Linked DNA regions of Hordeum vulgare: region 2 is linked to region 1. Evidence: chromatin contacts called from public Hi-C data. All regions are on one chromosome and are shown on one strand. Each heading gives the region's core, a stretch centred on a gene start, on an enhancer-like site or on the middle of the called end of the contact. The rest is flanking DNA. Distances are from core to core; before and after follow the strand shown. Region 1 has its middle 100 kb from the start of LOC123433646. Region 2 has its middle 12 kb from the start of LOC123429644.

Region 1 (2,700 bases), core at 72-2,571:
GATGAACTTCCCCGACGTCCGCACGCTCCAGCAGGCATTAGACCTGGCCCCGCCGCCTCGTCTTAACTCCGCACAAGACCGTGCGGAGCACACTGCGATGCAGCGCCGCCTCCTCGTCGCCCAGGAGGACGAGCGGGTCATGGCGGAGTGGCGTCGGCGCCACCCGGAAGACGTCGCCTACGAGCAGGAGTACTGGGAACGGCGTCGCGAGGAGGACACGCGCCGGCGTCGCGAGGAGCGGTTGGATAGACGTCGTCGGAAGGCTTTGACGTGTGCGCAGGCCGACCTCGTCAATGCAGGCGGGAGTTCCTTCTTCACTGAAGAAGATGAACGATGGTTTGACATTTGGCTGTCAACCTCCGACGACACCGACGATGATGGTGGTGCAGATGACTGGAGCGACTAGGATTATTATTATTTTTATCGAACTATCTAGCACCGAACTATCTATCTATGTTTTCGAACTACCTATCTAGTTGCTATCTATGTAAAATAACTTTGTATCTTTTTTATTTAAATGCAATCTATTTATTAAAAAAAATTGTGCGCGCTGCTGGAGCGGAGCACGCGCTGCAAACCAGCGCGGCTGCTGGAGCCAGCGCTGCGCGACGCGCAAAACCAGTCACCCAGCGCGCTGCAAACTTGTTTTTTAGGCGCGGCGCGAAGCGCGTCTGTTGAAGATGCTCTTAGGGTATGTACGTGTCAACCGGTAATCAAACCTCTTTTTGTTTATTTCTGCTGGCTGGGGTCGTGTGTCATGGCCGGTGCAATTTTTAATTTTATTTTAGGATATATGGCCGGTGCAATTAGTAGTAACTGATCTATGCAAAAAGTTTCTTTCGGGATCAAATAGTAACGTGACAAAACCTGTGTGAACTCCGGGCCAAGCAAACAAAGGCGATCGATCGAGTGTGGTTTTCTGGGTGGTGGGACAGCTGGTTTATTGCGTATGCAATGATTTGTAGATAGGCACAGTGTACCGTTATACCACAAAATACATAGTACTACTCCGTAGAATATATTCGGGTCGGTGTTAGAATAACCACCATGATTCGACAGCGCACTCTTCATACCACCATTGCAGTATTAGCAAAGAAAAGATCGATCGAACAAATAATTCGCATGATATAATCGGAGTAGCAGTGAATGCAGTCGAGCTGCGCAAGTACCCGTGCGTGTGGGTGGCATATCTGTAATGAGGCTGTATCACTGTACAAGTGTACGGTGTATGTACATACATTTGGCTCTGGCCTATGGGTACGAATTATTTATGGGAGTTGGTTCAGCTTAATGCTGTCGTTGGTGTGGTCCTCTCTAGTGGCCAGTTGTTCCGGCTAGACGGACACAGAAGATCCGGCCCCGTCGTCCTTGCACTCGCAGCGCCGACGACTTCAGGTGCCTCCCACACTATCTCGGGGGATCTTCAGTGCCACAGGAGTCCTTCATCCTCCACGTGGCACGCGCATTCCTTTAGAGCAACTTTAATGGGGCAACCTATTTCGTCCGTCATCGTCGTTTGGGTCTGCGCGGGCAAAAGTGATGACCCAACGCACGGACCCATTTTCTAAAACGCGTCCGTTTTGTGTCCGTGCCGACCCATTTCTGGCTTAAATTTGGGATTGAAATGCGTCGGCGCGGACACAAAGAGGACGCGCGCGTCCTCTTTGTGTCCGCATGTGCCCGGCCTGACCGACGTGTCACACAGTCACCCACCTACATCTGCCTGTTTATTTAATTCGTTGGCTCACCCCATCCACCTTTATTTCATTATTATATTGTTATAGTGTTGTTGTCCACGTGCTTTTCGTTGAATTCATGTGCTAATATATTTAAAAAAACAAACACAGATATACCGACAAACGACCCAACGAACGAAAAGCGAACAAAATCGCCGTCCGTTTAGCTCGGTTCGTTGGAATTGCCCTTATTTCCTAGGCCAGAGGGGAGAGAACAGACGTCGTATATTGAAGACTGGCTTCTGCGCCTCCCTGATAACCAGACATCAGTATTACCTCCGTCCCGGTGTATAAGTCATTCGCGTAGTTCTAGGTCGACAATTTAACTACCTAAATATGTATCATATATAATAAGAAATATATATTTAGAAACTACATCCGTGTAGATATCTAGTGATATACTTTTCATGACATATAACACATATTTAATTTCTCAAATCGGTGACCTAGAACTACGCGAATGACTTATACACCGGAACGGAGGGAGTAATAAAATATTGCCACTGTCAAAAGAAAAAGGGAATTGTCCGATTCTCGTGTGAAAATCCCGGATGAAAAGTGTAGCCCAACCTGACGATCAAACAACGCTTTCTATGCTTCTAAAAGTTGCTCAAGTTTTGGTTTGTAGCCAGCGATGATTTAGCAACTCTTTTCAGTTCAAAACAAATCATTACATTACATACAGTTAAGGTACTAGGTGTGGATGCAAGGTCAGGAACTTGACGCGTGCGTGCGGTGGTCAAAACCCGAAAGGAAAATGTGTAGATGGGTTGGCCACCTTTGCAAAGACGATGATGAGTTTGAGGCTGTGACTGAGGCACATGCACGCACAAGAGAAACAGCAGAACCGAGCTGGTGTTGGGTCCAAGGGACAGGGCTGCACAAGTCAAAGCCCTCGTCCCAGAGAAAAAGGACGCCGTACCCACCGTGGTACCTGCATGTACGACCGACTGGCAACGACGAC
Region 2 (2,700 bases), core at 129-2,628, 190 kb before region 1:
GCAAAAAGTGAAACTAGATATGATGACTTCAAAAAACCTTGATGTAAGTTTTAGTGTTATCACAAATGTCATTCATTTTTGTTCCGTTTCAATTTGTTTGAGTTGGTATACTTTGTTCAATAAATCAATAAGATCAGACTATTTGTTACATGAGGAAAACCATGGCCGGAGTATGCCTCCCTCTAACGTGTCCCTGTTGGTGTATTTTATCTATGTTGCAATTTTCTTCTCGCCCTTTTACATAGATATTTAGGCACACCCTTTTGCTGATAATTTGGAAAAGAAAAAAACATACAACAACATAAATTGGAACACGTGTAGACCATGCTCCAGTGCTCCCTCGAAAATCAAAATGTTTTTTCTATCTCAATTGTTTCCAACTTCCTTATGTGAAACTATTGAATGCTTTCTCATTCCTTTAGAAATCAAAGCCTCTTTGATTTGCATGATCTCCAAAACACTGGAATGGAAAAACACATGAATGAAGTGGCACACGATCTTCAATCCCATATGATTAGTATGTATGTTTCTTTGCACACAAGAAAAATGTAGGATTCTTCACACGAGGTTGGATTGAGACATTGGATGAAGATTTTCCTACGAAAACTAGTACAAACGAATCTCAAGGAAAAAATCTATGAAATTTAATTCTATGAATCAAACAGCCAATGCATACAATTTTTTTTGCAAGCATTTGAATCAACCAGCCCCAAACCGCTATATATACGTAGAACTCCTTTTTTTCGAAAAGGAGGCCTCGCCCCGGCCTCTGCATCGAGTGATGCGTGCATCCATTTTTTATGTACTGAAAAGAATACGTTGTTGTGTGTATACGTAGAACTCCTACAAAACAAAGAGAGCTAATGCTTATGAAGTTGGGCTATTGTACGAGTTTCTTTTGATTATCCAATTCTCCACTAAGGTCCACGCTTCTGGCTTATACCCCCTTCGTTTCTAAATATAAGTCATCCGTATGGAGTTTGTAGTGATTTAAAAAAATATATATTTAGGAAGAAGAGGGAGTATATGACCTACTACATGAAATCACATTGCTATTTGTCATTGCTCGATGCCGATATATACCTTGCTAATTGTCATTGCTCCAACCCCATTGTAGACCCTTGACTTTTGTCTACTTTGCTGTAAGTATATACAGTACTCGATCAGTGTGCATGTTTGTATACCACGGCGCTAGCTAGCTACTACTACGACTGTATAGCCGCTACGACATTAGGTGAGGGGCGGAGGCGATGGAGGGACCCCTGCTTTGATAGTCAAACCACCAGCACCACTGGATGCATGATCTGGGGCCAGCCTGGACCGTACGTCACCCGTCTGATCGATGATGCCCCACCTACGGACGGCCTCGGCCTCGCCTCCCCCCCATCCACTTGATTTGACTTTGCTGATGGAAATGTGCCGCCGGCCGCTCGGCCCCGTGTCTACGCCTGCCGACGCCTGCGACCTGCTGCTGTCTGCCCGCGCCGCGCCGCGCGTATCCCAGAAAGGAGAAAGCCACGGCGCTGGTCGGCGGGCAAGCGCTTGGCTTCTTCTTCACCGGCCGGCCGTAGTTGGTGAGTCAAAAGCACCCGGTTGAGGTTCCATCCGTCGCCCCGATTCTTCTGACGTCCTTCCTAGTACTAGCCATAGACGGACCAAATGTAGCTGTAAAACAGTGGCCGGTGCGTGATCCGTCCACGGTTGGTGCATGCCCCTGCATGGGCAAGCTACAAAACTAATCGAGCTATCGATGCATAGCTCTGTTCAATCATCCTTTAGCACACACTCGATCGTGCATGCACTCGTACAGTGGAGGGGCCATGCATGGGACGGAAATTCAACCAGCATCGTTGTCCTCCTCACGGTGCCGAATAAAGGCAAAGGATGATTGAGCAGAGCTGAGGCCGGGGAGAACTGATTTCTTTCGCTGCATCCATCCATGCATGCATCCGTGAGGCGATCGATCGATTGGTCCAATGGTAGTTTGATGGGTGAGCTGGCTGGCTGACCCCATAAGCAAGCTAAGCTAAGCTTGACGATTCAAGTTCATTAAACTCGACGGATCATGGTTCATTCGTTCATGCATGGACCAGCAACACCGGCCCTGCATGCTGTACGTACGTACGTACGTACGTGCGCGTGTCGGGTCAGATCGATTGATTCAACTCAACCACATGTAGTGTAGTGTAGATAGCTAGCTGCATGCCAACGTACATGCGTAGAGCGTAATAATCTACTCCATCAGCATATGCGTATTTTTCCAGTTTTTGCAAGGTGGAATCGACGATCGACAAGATCAGCCGAAACGCTGACTAATCAAAATAATTAGTGTAGGTATACACTCATTTTTGCATCTAGTATATGCTACCCCAGCGGGCACAATGGCGTACGTACCTGTGTCGCCCAACCATGGAACAATGTTGCTGGCCGGTACGATGCTACGCAACCGCTACGACCCCACAACCAGAGACACACTTCATGCATGCAGCTGCTTAATTAGTCTTTTTTGTTTGCGAATAGCTGCTTAATCAGTTTTTTTGTTTGCGAATAGCTGCTTAATCATCTAGCTGACTAGCCACGCGGGCATCATGTGCACCAGCCCAAACGAACGAAACCATACGCAAGGAACAGAGGTGCCGGGAAAAGATTCCCAGTACATAGACTTTCTGTACGTACGTACGTGATTATTCGATGAGCCTA

The links. Hi-C and Micro-C count contacts between places; a contact is called where the count stands out from the background.
Region 2: a Hi-C map of seedling shows a contact between it and region 1, with 2.6 times the contacts expected there. The contact joins two enhancer-like sites. A contact is called at or near these places in 2 of 6 Hi-C or Micro-C datasets (leaf and seedling).

Annotation. Positions count from the first base shown.
Region 1 is chr2H:79,658,347-79,661,046 of MorexV3_pseudomolecules_assembly, reverse strand. No RefSeq gene overlaps it. Among protein-coding and RNA genes, the nearest start is that of LOC123433646, 100 kb to the right of the region's middle. Within about 2 kb of position 1,321, at least 3 of the 3 cell types and tissues checked have open chromatin away from gene starts, as enhancers often do. A contact at or near this core is called in leaf and seedling, where this site is marked.
Region 2 is chr2H:79,853,284-79,855,983 of MorexV3_pseudomolecules_assembly, reverse strand. No RefSeq gene overlaps it. Among protein-coding and RNA genes, the nearest start is that of LOC123429644, 12 kb to the left of the region's middle. Within about 2 kb of position 1,378, at least 3 of the 3 cell types and tissues checked have open chromatin away from gene starts, as enhancers often do. A contact at or near this core is called in leaf and seedling, where this site is marked.